Linked DNA regions of Sus scrofa: all the other regions are linked to region 1. Evidence: chromatin contacts called from public HiChIP or PLAC-seq and promoter capture Hi-C data. All regions are on one chromosome and are shown on one strand. The core of a region is the stretch at or near the end of the contact, and the rest is flanking DNA. Distances in the headings are between cores, read along the strand shown.

What was found. Promoter capture Hi-C pulls out the DNA fragments that hold promoters and counts their contacts. HiChIP or PLAC-seq counts read pairs in DNA pulled down with a chosen protein or histone mark.
Region 2: a promoter capture Hi-C map of liver shows a contact between it and region 1, with 2.7 times the contacts expected there. The contact joins the promoter of TSNAX here to the promoter of EXOC8 in region 1. A contact is called at or near these places in 2 of 5 promoter capture datasets (fetal liver and liver), 6 of 47 Hi-C or Micro-C datasets (fibroblasts, heart right ventricle, liver and 2 more) and 2 of 2 datasets of contacts at active chromatin or transcription factors (alveolar macrophages and skeletal muscle).
Region 3: a contact with region 1 is called in an H3K27ac HiChIP or PLAC-seq map of alveolar macrophages. The contact joins the promoter of ARV1 here to the promoter of EXOC8 in region 1. A contact is called at or near these places in 1 of 5 promoter capture datasets (liver), 2 of 47 Hi-C or Micro-C datasets (liver and subcutaneous adipose tissue) and 2 of 2 datasets of contacts at active chromatin or transcription factors (alveolar macrophages and skeletal muscle).
Region 4: a contact with region 1 is called in an H3K27ac HiChIP or PLAC-seq map of alveolar macrophages. The contact joins the promoter of DISC1 here to the promoter of EXOC8 in region 1. A contact is called at or near these places in 1 of 47 Hi-C or Micro-C datasets (psoas muscle) and 1 of 2 datasets of contacts at active chromatin or transcription factors (alveolar macrophages).

The regions. Positions count from the first base shown.
Region 1 is chr14:59,190,898-59,193,597 of Sscrofa11.1, forward strand. It overlaps EXOC8 (exocyst complex component 8), which reads left to right and starts at 1,448. Exons shown (of 1, transcript XM_005674519.3): 1 at 1,448-2,700. The coding sequence starts at 1,650. It overlaps SPRTN (SprT-like N-terminal domain), which reads right to left and starts at 1,324. Exons shown (of 5, transcript NM_001243554.1): 1 at 814-1,324. The coding sequence starts at 1,034.
Region 2 is chr14:59,057,028-59,059,727 of Sscrofa11.1, forward strand. It overlaps TSNAX (translin associated factor X), which reads right to left and starts at 1,273. Exons shown (of 6, transcript NM_001243607.2): 1 at 1,144-1,273; 2 at 632-736. The coding sequence starts at 1,159.
Region 3 is chr14:59,407,743-59,410,442 of Sscrofa11.1, forward strand. It overlaps ARV1 (ARV1 homolog, fatty acid homeostasis modulator), which reads right to left and starts at 1,251. Exons shown (of 6, transcript NM_001243293.1): 1 at 1,013-1,251. The coding sequence starts at 1,216. It overlaps TTC13 (tetratricopeptide repeat protein 13), which reads left to right and starts at 1,386. Exons shown (of 21, transcript XM_001926644.5): 1 at 1,386-1,755. The coding sequence starts at 1,491.
Region 4 is chr14:58,962,596-58,965,295 of Sscrofa11.1, forward strand. It overlaps DISC1 (disrupted in schizophrenia 1 protein), which reads right to left and starts at 1,359. Exons shown (of 13, transcript XM_021073577.1): 1 at 912-1,359.

The sequences.
Region 1 (2,700 bases), core at 198-2,697:
GGGTCAGGGAGAAATGGGAACAGCAGTGGCCTCCCTTACTCTAACCAGGCAGCTCAAAGATAATCCCATCCTGCTGCTGCCTGTCCTCTCCCTAAAAGGTGTAATCAACCAGTCTGTGGTGGAAAGGGCCAGATCTCCACTAGTGTTCCTCCGAAATTATAATTATATATGAAGGAGAACTGTGCTTTCAACGCAACTTCATATCATATCTTAACTCCTTATTCTAGGTGGTTTTGTATCAATTCAAAAACTAGCAGGTAGTGTTCAGCTACACCTTAAACTTGTTAACTCCGTTGGTGTACAGGAGTCGTTTATTTCAAAAGGGGTTTTCTCCAACTCAGCGGGTAAGAAAAGGGTCCTTTCACAGGGCTCCCGGAAGACCCCCGCGTCCCAAAGTTATGGAAACATAGACCCCTTCCCAAGCTGACACACGGCTCACTGCAAGGCAGCGGCGCCGTAAAGACCACAGCTGAGGACAGCACACTTCCCGGCGCCCTCAGCATCTTTAGGGGCCGATTCTGGCTGTTTCTCCCTCCTGGGTCCTAGATCAGAAAGGGGAAAGGGGTGAACTCATTTTCCTGGAAACTGAGAAACATCCTTCTCTCTCACTGTGTTCCTTACCGGTCAGATCGCCGCGGGGTGGGCCACACGGCTTTCTGAGAGCTAACCAAGGGCAGTGAGAGAGGAAGGAAGGGAAGGGAGAGGAAGCCCGAGAACGGCTGGCTGTCCCTAGACCCGACCCGGGTCACTGCCCCGGCGCCGGGGCAGCGGAAGGGCCGCCAGCTGTCCGGTCCCGGCGGGCTCGGCACTCACAGCGTCATCCGCACGCTCCACTTCACTTCCACCGCCTCCAGTTTGCCCCAGAAGAAACGATCGTTGAACTGCACAAACAGGGCCTGCAAATCCGGCGTGGGGTCCACCAACTCCCAGGACGCGTCCACCAGCGACAGGGGCTCCTGGGCCGGATTGCGCTCCGAGACCTGCAAGTTCCACTCTTCCTGAAGCCGAAGAGCCAGAACCAGGTCCTCATCCATGGCTGCCCGGCTACCAGGCGGAGTCCAGATGGCTCAGAGAGCCTAGCCGTGCTCCTAGGAGATACCAGCTCCCAGGCCACTCTCGGGTCAGGCCACAGATCTCGCGAGACCTAGTAAACTCCGGCTCGAGAAAGAGAACCGAGCGTGCCCCGAACTCCAGTCAAGATTCTAGGGCTTAAAACAACAAAGAAAATTCAGCATGACACCTCCTAGTGGGCTCAACACTTGGGTTCCCGAAGCTTGAGCCCGAGGAAGGTTTCAAGTAGCCGGATACCGCCTTTACGGTTCGCGGGTACGGTCAAACATCAACGTCATGCTCGGCCCATGCGCAGTATCTACACCTCGCTGCTCCGCCCTCCACTCGCTTCCGCAGGAGCTTCTCCGGCGCATGCGCCCTAGGCCACTGGCGACCCTGCGCCGGCGCGCTGTTTGCGAGGGGCATCTTGCGCAGGCGCAGTGTCCGGACTTCAGACCCGGGCGCAGGCGTACTCGCCTGTCTTCCATCCTGCTTCCTCAGCCCTGGACTCGGCCGGGTTGGGTGGGCCTCGACAGTGGCGGCGGCGGCAGCGGCGGCGGTAGTAATAGTGACAGTGACTACGTGAGTCCCCGACGGAAATGGCGATGGCGATGTCAGACAGTGGGGCGAGCCGCCTGCGGCGGCAGCTGGAGTCGGGCAGCTTCGAGGCGCGGCTGTACGTGAAGCAGCTCTCGCAGCAGTCGGACGGGGACCGGGACCTGCAGGAGCACCGGCAGCGCATCCAGGCGCTGGCGGAGGAGACGGCGCAGAACCTGAAGCGTAACGTCTACCAGAACTACCGGCAGTTCATAGAGACGGCCCGCGAGATCTCCTACCTGGAGAGCGAGATGTACCAGCTTAGCCATCTGCTGACCGAGCAGAAGAGCAACCTGGAGAGCATCCCGCTCACCCTGCTGCCGGCCGCCGCCGCAGCCGCTGCTGGGGCCGCCACCGCCTCCGGAGGGGAGGAGGGTGGAGGCAGCGCGGGGGGCCGCGATCACCTCCGGGGCCAGGCTGGCTTTTTCCCAAGTCCCGGGGGCGCCTCCCGCGACAGTTCTGGTCCGGGCGAGGAAGGGAAGCAGCGCACTCTTACCACTCTGCTGGAGAAGGTGGAAGGCTGCAGGCACCTGCTGGAGACGCCGGGACAGTACCTGGTGTACAACGGGGACCTGGTGGAATACGAGGCGGATCATATGGCCCAGTTGCAGCGAGTGCACGGCTTTCTCATGAACGACTGTTTGCTGGTGGCCACCTGGTTGCCACAGCGGCGGGGGATGTATCGCTACGACGCCCTCTATCCCCTGGATGGTTTGGCCGTAGTCAATGTCAAGGACAATCCCCCCATGAAGGACATGTTCAAGTTGCTAATGTTTCCCGAGAGTCGTATTTTTCAGGCGGAAAATGCAAAAATCAAACGCGAGTGGCTGGAAGTGTTGGAGGAAACCAAGAGGGCCCTCAGTGAGAAAAGACGCAGGGAGCAGGAGGAGGCAGCGGCCCCTCGAGGGCCACCCCAAGTGACTTCCAAGGCCAGCAACCCGTTTGAAGATGAAGACGACGACGAACCAGCTGTTCCTGAGGCGGAAGAAGAGAAGGTGGACCTCTCAATGGAATGGATCCAGGAATTGCCCGAAGACCTGGATGTTTGCATCG
Region 2 (2,700 bases), core at 23-2,522, 130 kb before region 1:
GAGCTGTGATGTAGGTTGCAGACGCGGCTTGGATCCCGCGTTGCTGTGGCTGTGGCTGTGGCGGAGGCCGGCAGCTACAGCTCTGATTAGACCCCTAGCCTGGGAACCTCCATGTGCCATGGGAGCGGCCCCAGAAAAGGCAAAAAGACAAAAAAAACCAAAAAAACAAAAAAAAAAACCAGTCCCTGTCTTCAAAAGTCTAGCTAAGGAAACAAAACCAACACGTTAAAATTAATTAAATATATGTACACATACAGCTGATGTATATGCACACATCGCTGATATACACATATACAGTTGGTACATATACACACACCCAACATAAATATATACATAATAGATATATGTATACACACACCCTTGACACATATATTTACATATCACTCAGTAATTTTTCGTTATGTAGCACGTCTGATGTTAGTAAACTAATGTTTACTTGTGAAACTGCAATGCGGAAAAAAAAAGTCAACACTTTTGTAATCTCAACTTTCATGGCAGACCTAGCACCATCGCCAACACCTCCAGGAAAATTCCTGGCGGCTGTTTTCACGTGTAGGACATGGCTAAGTAACCCTCGTGACAAGCTCTTTAGTTCTCTTCCCTTCGCCAGCTTGCATGACAGAGAACTTACATTTGAAGGCCAACATCACAGGTGAAGATGAATTAAGATCCTTCCCTTCTCTTCTTTGGTTATGTGGGAAATTGTCATGCTTCCTTTTCCTGAACCCTCCTGAACCTTACATAGAGAAGGAAAAAAAGGTTGGACGGGGCTCTTCCATTACCAAGAGCTGACAAAAATTTACAGCGGGCAAACGCGTTCCTTTCTCTACAACCGGTATCCACAGAGAGGCTTTCTCAGCAGAAGGACCCTGCCTTGTCCTCCCAAACCTTAGGCTCACCATCCGGGCCTCCACTAACGGCTTCCTTACAGAGCAACTATCGAACTAAGATGAAAAACGGCTCGAGAATTTAAGAAAACACGAGGCATAAACAGGCCACTGTGGCCGCAAAAATCACTAGGGCAGCACCCCCGCCCCGAGCCTTCAGGGTGAGAGGGCATCCCGCAAGGGTGAGAAGTGGGAAATGTGACCAGAAGCCTGGACTAAACACAGAAATAACGCCCCAAATTGTCGAGGACGCCACCTTCTTTGCCGCTCATGTCGTCACGGCCTACGGCGAGAAGAGACGAGACTGGCAACCTGGAGGCGAGCGGAACGCGTAAAGTGGTGGCCGAAGAGCCCGCAGCGGCGCCCTGCGCAGCCGGCCAACGTCGACGCCCCGGCCGGAAGCGCGCGCCCGCAGCCACTCAAGCTTCTCCCTTGCCCTCGCATATTTCCGGTCTGCGTCCCCGCCCAGCCGCTGCTGACTCCGCCCCGCGCCTGGCCTGGGGACCTCGCACCCGCGCGCAGGCATCGAGCCTGCCCTCTGTCATGCCTGAAGACAGAAGAGACTCGGCACACTTCTCTGTATGAGCTGCTCACTTAAAAATATGGCGGACCGTGCTGGGAGTGAGGTCAACGTGAAGGTGGGAAAGCCAGGAAAATGTAGGTGATTTTTTTTTTTTTTTTCCCCTCAAGGCACCTTTGGGTCACCCTCTTGTTCCCTTGGCGTGGCCCTCGGAACCGCGCGGTGCATGGTGGGGTTGTAGTTCGTTGCCGCAGACGGCCTGGCTGGCGCCGGGAACAGAGAAGGCATCAATTCGCATCACCTGTGGCTATGTCCTCTCGGGAAGCAAACCAAACCTTAAAGAGTTGGGGAGTCTTTCAGTTTTCCATTCCTAGCAGTGACGCCGGCAGCTAAAGTGATGGAAATGTGCAAATCAACAAGTGGATGGCGTTGCTGGCATTTTCTCTAACGAAGGGAAACGGGCCCCTGTGTACTCCTCCCCTCGCCCCTCTCCCATTCTCCCATTCTCGTCGTCCTCCTGCCTCCTCCCGCCTTTCTCCTCTATGGGAACCGTGGAGCCAGACAGCTCGCGTTCACGGTGGTCTCCGCCACTGAGTGGTTGTGTGACCTCGGGGAAGCACTTCATCCCTAGCTTAGTTTCATCTGTAAAAGAGAGAAAGCAGGACCCACCTAGGAAGATCTTTGACCAGTAAATAAGTTACCATTGAGGCGCAGAAGACTCCGCTAAATATAAATTTTGATACCCTTCTCTCACCATCGCTCTCCAAAAAGAGAGAGGTCAGTGATGATAATAGCAGGTGTGCTCCACTAACTTGTGAGCATTTCATTGTAGGCAGGTACTGCCCTGTCTTTATAGACTTTGTGTCCAGCCCACCGCAACAGGTTCTTAGCACAGCACCCTTGTAAGCCTCGTTAACTGTCGGTGAACAGACGTTCCCATCTTCCAGATGGGCAAATGAGTGGCAATCCAGCATTCTTTAGATAAAATCTCAGGCTGAGGCTTGACTAGTTGTGTGGCCCAGGGCTTGCAGGGAAACCACAAGTACTTTTTTACTACATTTTCCCCAAATAACCCCCGTAATGTCCTGTGTTGTACATACAGTCTTTCCTCCTTAATTTAGGGGAAAAAAAAACAGTAAATGAAACCATTTGGATAGCATATGGCAGTAAATTCAAGCTCTTGACAGTCCTGTGTCATAGGAAAATTTTCTGCTCTAGGTAATTTTTTTTTTTTTTGGTCTTTTTAGGACCACACCCACGGCATATGGAGGTTCCCAGGTAGGGGTTGAGTCA
Region 3 (2,700 bases), core at 1-2,500, 220 kb after region 1:
ATATTCATACTGTCTGCTCCCTGGTAAATTACTATGTGCTGTGTTTTTGGAATGAAGATTAATAGAAATGGGATCGGAAATGGGAGAAAAACATAGTGACTACCCATAATGTGACAGACTCTTTGCTAATGGCCCCCAAAGAACTTCCAATTTTATGACCTTTTTTTTTTTTTTTTTTTTGGTCTTTTTGTCTTTTTAGGGCAGCATCCAGGGCATATGGAGGTTCCCAAGCTAGGGGTCCAATCGGAGCTGTAGCCGACGGCTTACGCCAGAGGCACAGCAAGGCAGGATCCCAGCCAGGTCTGCGAACTACACCACAGCTCATAGCTCATGTCGACGCCGGATCCTTAACCCACTGAGTGAGGCCAGGGATCGAACCCGTGTTCTTATATGTGCTTGTCGGGTTCGTTAACCGCTGAGCTACGACGGGAACTCCCAATTTTATGACTTTTAAAACAAAGGACCATTCCCTATAAAGAGACTATGAACACTTTGAAAGCAGAACTTTTACTTCCTCATTTTTGGTTTTTGTATCACCAACGTCTAGCACAGTGCTTTATACACAATGCTGTCCATTCCATAACCACAATGGATGAAACCTGAAAAAATATCTAGAGAATTCGCCATAGGTTATGAAGCGCAAAGATGGCAACATCTGTCTATCAGAGGGAAAACAACTAAGAATGAAATAGCTTTACCGTCAACCTAATCTGACCTTTAAATTTCTCGGCACAGCGCCTGCATCCATCAGGTCCGAGGATCCGTCAGCAAACGTGACGGATCTGAGAAAAGCACTGTGGGGTGTGACTTCTCTACTACTCTAGGTATTCAGGCAAACATTCGACGGGGAAGGTCGAGCGTCAAAATTTAGTCTGTATTAGAAGACCCTGAAACTGTTGATTTTTTACATTTTATCACCCTGAACAGCTGATACAGATTCCATGGTCGCTCACGCTCCCCAAATCTCACTGCGCCATTTTTTCCCCAAGGAACCCCACAGCTGACAACTCACACAGATGGTTATCTTCAGCACGCCGTGGTTATAGTCTCGGTACAACTCCTTGGCCTCCTGGTTGCATTCGATACACCTGTACTGGCAGGAGGCTGAGGCAGCAGTAGGAGTCACTGCCACCCCATCCGCCTTCCCCTTTCCCGCTGTCACCCCTTCTGCGTTCCCCTTGCCTGGCCGAAGCCCACTCCGCCCACCAGTGCCCATTTCCACGCAACTGCAGCCCAGAACTTCCGATTCAGTGGCGGGGCAGACGTCAGACGCCAGACCGGAAGCCTTGCGCGCGCAGTGCTTGATGGGATTCGCAGTCCCGGCCCCAGACAGGGGGACCCAGACTGGCCTATATGGGACTACAACTCCCAGCAGGCACCGCCACTCTCTTTCTTCAGCCCCCCTGCCAAGGCCCACCTGCCCGCCTCGGGTAAGGGCTGGGAGGCCGCAGCGCGCGGCGAGGGACGCCGCACATGCGCCCTGAGGGAAGATGGCACCTGCCGGCTGCGGCTGCTGCGGCTGCTGGGGCGGCGCTGTGGCCGCCGCGGGCGCCGCCCGGCGCGTCCCGGTGCTGCTGCTGCTGGGGGTACTGTCCGCTGGGCCGCGGCCGGGCGCCCTGGCCACCGAGCACTACTCGCCGCTGTCCCTGCTCAAGCAGGAGCTGCAGCACCGGCAGCAGCAGGAGGCCCCGGCGGGCGGCGGCTGCAGCCCGCAGTCCGGGGACTGGGGGGACCAGTACTCGGCCGAGTGCGGCGGTGAGTGGGCGGCGGCGGCGGGCGGGCGTCCGGGTCGCAGCGGAGCGCCGGGTGGCGGGGCCTTGGGGGCTGCGGGCCCCGGGGCCGATGTTGCTGGCCGCCCAGGTCTCGCTGCCGCCAGCCGCGGCGTGTGCCCCCGCGGGAGACGGCTCCGCGAGGTGTCACGCCGGGGCCGCTTCCCACCGCTCACACCCACGCCGCTGTGCGCCCCTCTGCCGAGGCAGCCTTGGGAAGGGCGGTGAATAGTGAAAGAGCTGACAGCATGCTCCCGAGGCCAGGGCGGCCTCTCCGCAGTCCTCATAACTGTTGAAAGGGTGGAGGAGGAGATGGCAGGTGTTCCAGGGCAGCCCCCGGCCCCCACGGGGGCTGTGGGAGCCTAGGGAAGTACCGACAGACCAGGAGGACCGGACCCGCGTCCAGAGCCGTGATGCCTGGCCCATCTTAGGCCTGGAAACGAGATATCCGCCCCTCCCGGTTGACGTCTTGTGTTAAACACAGAGTCTAAAAATTTGATACCTGGAAAAAGAAGGGAGCAAAAGAGCAAGCCCATTGGATCTGCTCATTGACATCTTGCTTCTAGTTGTTTAAGATTGACCTGTGATCTGTCAGGTGTTTCCCAGGGCGTAAAAAGTGCCCTGGGGCACCCTGCCCATGTGTATCAGAGCTGTGTGTGTATTGGAACTGGGCCAGCTCATTCATTAAGATTGGGCGCTTTTGGCCTCAATTTAATAACTCATGGCAGATTCCTCAGGGGCAAGGTACTTTTTTTGTTTATGAGTTCCGTAGTTCTTTTTAACCCTTTAATTCCCTCCCCTTTCCCTTTCTTCCTGCCCTCCGCGAGTTCCCTTAAGGCCTGCTTTTGAAACGTCTGGGTCTTCTTAAGGAGCTGGCTGGTTGCTTTTATGGCCTCTCAGCAGTCTAGCATTGTGTACCTGGAAGGACAAT
Region 4 (2,700 bases), core at 109-2,608, 230 kb before region 1:
CTAACTGACCATACATTTTGCAAAGGGCTTTCACACACAACAAAACTAGGCACAGGGTGGGGACGGGTGAGTAGTGTTCTCTTCTACATTTAGGAAACGGGGGCTCAGAGACGTTAAGGGCTCTGTCAAAGTTAGTGGGTCCTCTTCTGGCCCAGCAAGAACATACAGCCAGCACCCCTGACTCCAACGCTCTTTCTCTTCCCAAAGTCTCAGGTTCCTTTGCACGCATTTCAAAAGCGAGAGGGTAGGGGAGCTCTTGCCATTCCTGAAAAGCAGCCGTGCACTTAATGGCCCTCAGCGTCACCCCCGAGCTTTGACAGCGAGAGCCGTGCTCCGAACGGTGGAAGCAGAGCGGTCTCTCGGAGCCTGCGTGGGCGTTACTACCGCGGAGGAAATGGGAGGTGAGATTGTCCGCAAAGCAGCCCCCTTGAGGCGGTGCCAGCACCACGTCCCTCATTCCACCCCCGAACCCCTCCCTCCATGTCCCAGATGGGGTGAAACCCGAACCCCGGCTGGGTGTCCCGACTCAGTCTGGGGGGGGGGGGAGAGGAGGGGAACAGGGCGGCGGGGTTGTCCCCTTGTCCCGCGGGCGTGCGAGTGAGGACGCAAAGCGACGGAGGGAGCAGTCCCCGCATGCATCCAAACCTGAACGCGCCCCTTCCTGGGCCACCAGGACACACGGGGGCGGAAAAGACCTGGACAGCTCCCCAAACTGAAGCTCCAGGGATCTCAGCCCAGCCTTCGGGGGAACCTGACCCGACATCAACCCCAACTCTGCACACCACGCGCCCTGCCTCAGTTTCCCTCACCCCACAAGGGTGCACCGAACCCAAGTTGTCAACAGAGGCGCACCCCAGATCTGCACCCTCCCCGCCCGGCTTCTGCCGGGCCGCCGTGACAGCAACCCCTACCTGCGCGGTGGCCCCCGGCGCCACCGCCGGGGCGCCCTGGGGATCCCCGCCCAGCATGCGCCCCGCCCGCTGCTCCCGCTCCGCCTCCGCCGCCTCCAGCTCCTCAGCTGCCGGCCGCTCGGTGCGCCCAGAGGCCCGACGCAGAAGGAAGCGAGCGGCCAAACCGGACGGGAAGTGGGGAGGGGGCTGGCGAGGAAGGGGGAGGCTCCTTCCTTCTCCCGGGCGGGGCGGGCGGTTTCCTCTCCAGCTTCAGCCCCGGCACGCGCGCGCGCACATACACACGCGGGCACACGCGCGCGCGCGCGCTGGGGCGGGCGGGGCTGGTAGGCCGGCAGCTTGTGTCCCGGACCTCAGAAAGTTTGCTTTTCACTCTCGCTCTTTGCTGGCCGAGAACCAGAGGGGAAGTGCGGTGGGGAGAACGGGCGTTTGGGGAAGAAGAGACTGAGAGGCCTTCCTAGAGGGAGAGGGACGTCCGCAAAGCTGCCTCCCAGACACAAATTAGGGAAGTGGCCGAAGAGCTGATGGACGTGATCGAGGGGATATGTTTAGCAAGGGACGCGGGGAAGGAGGACGTGGGGAAAGAGCGGGGCGAGCAGTTCAGAATGAAATGAGACCCACTGTTTGAAGCTCCTGGCAGCACTGGACGGGTCCTTCGCACGTTAGGCAGCCAGCCCAGGACACAACTGTGATCCGTGCGGAGCCCTTAAGCCAGCCAACTCACCTCCTCCTCCGTCACGGTTCATTCTTCGTTGGGGGAGGCACCTGGAGCATCACTGAGGCTGCAGCTGCCAGAAATGGTTCTTGCCCTTAGGACGCTCCCCTCCAGGGGAAGATGAACACCTGCTATAAAACTTGGCATGTGAATACTCTTGTGTATGGGATGGATGGTCAGGGGGACTTGCCCAATAGCACAGGGAACTCTAACTGGGTATTCTGTGGTAAACTATATGGGAATGGATATGTGTATATGGGTTACAGAATCACTTTGCTGTACAGCAGAAATTAACACAATATTGTAAATCAACTACACTTCGGTAAAATCTTAAAAAAAATAAATAACAGGAGTTCCCGTTGTGGCTTAGCAGGTTAAGAATCCATCTAGTATCCATGAGGATGCGGTTTCCATCCCTGGCCTTGCTCAGTGGGTTAAGAACCCGGTATTGCTGTGAGCTGCAGTGTAGGTGGCAGATGTGGCTTGGATCTGGTGTTGTTGTGGCTGTGGTATAGGCCAGCAGCTACTGCTCTGATTCAACCCATAGCCTGGGAACTTCCATATGCCGCAGATGCGGCTCTAATAAGAAAAGGGAAAAAAACAAAAAAAACACTAAATAGCAGTACAGTTGAATTTGCCATGGCCAGAGGTTTGGCACAAAACATTGCAGAAGTTTGGGATAAGAGGGAGTGTTGTGAAGAGGGGTCAGAAGGGCTCCCTGAGCATTCTCTTGTGGCACAGTAGGTTTAGGGTCAGCCTTGTCTCTGCATCGACTCCGGTGGCTGTTGCAGTGCGGGTTCAGTCCCTGGCCAGGAAACTTCCACATGCCGTGGGTGCCACCAATAAAGGGGGGGAGGGGTCCAAGGAGGGAGGGACAGGAAGAGAGAGACAAAGGAAAGAACGAAGGGAAGGAGGAAGGAAGAGAGGCTGGCTCCCAGGAGGAAGGGGAAGGATCTTGTTACAACTAAAGAAGGCTCAAGGTCTTTCGAAAGATTAGACCCTTGTGAGTGAAACACCTGGATGTGCTTAAAAGTCGGAAGGTTGTGGGACAGAATGACTATGAAGGTTGATATGCAG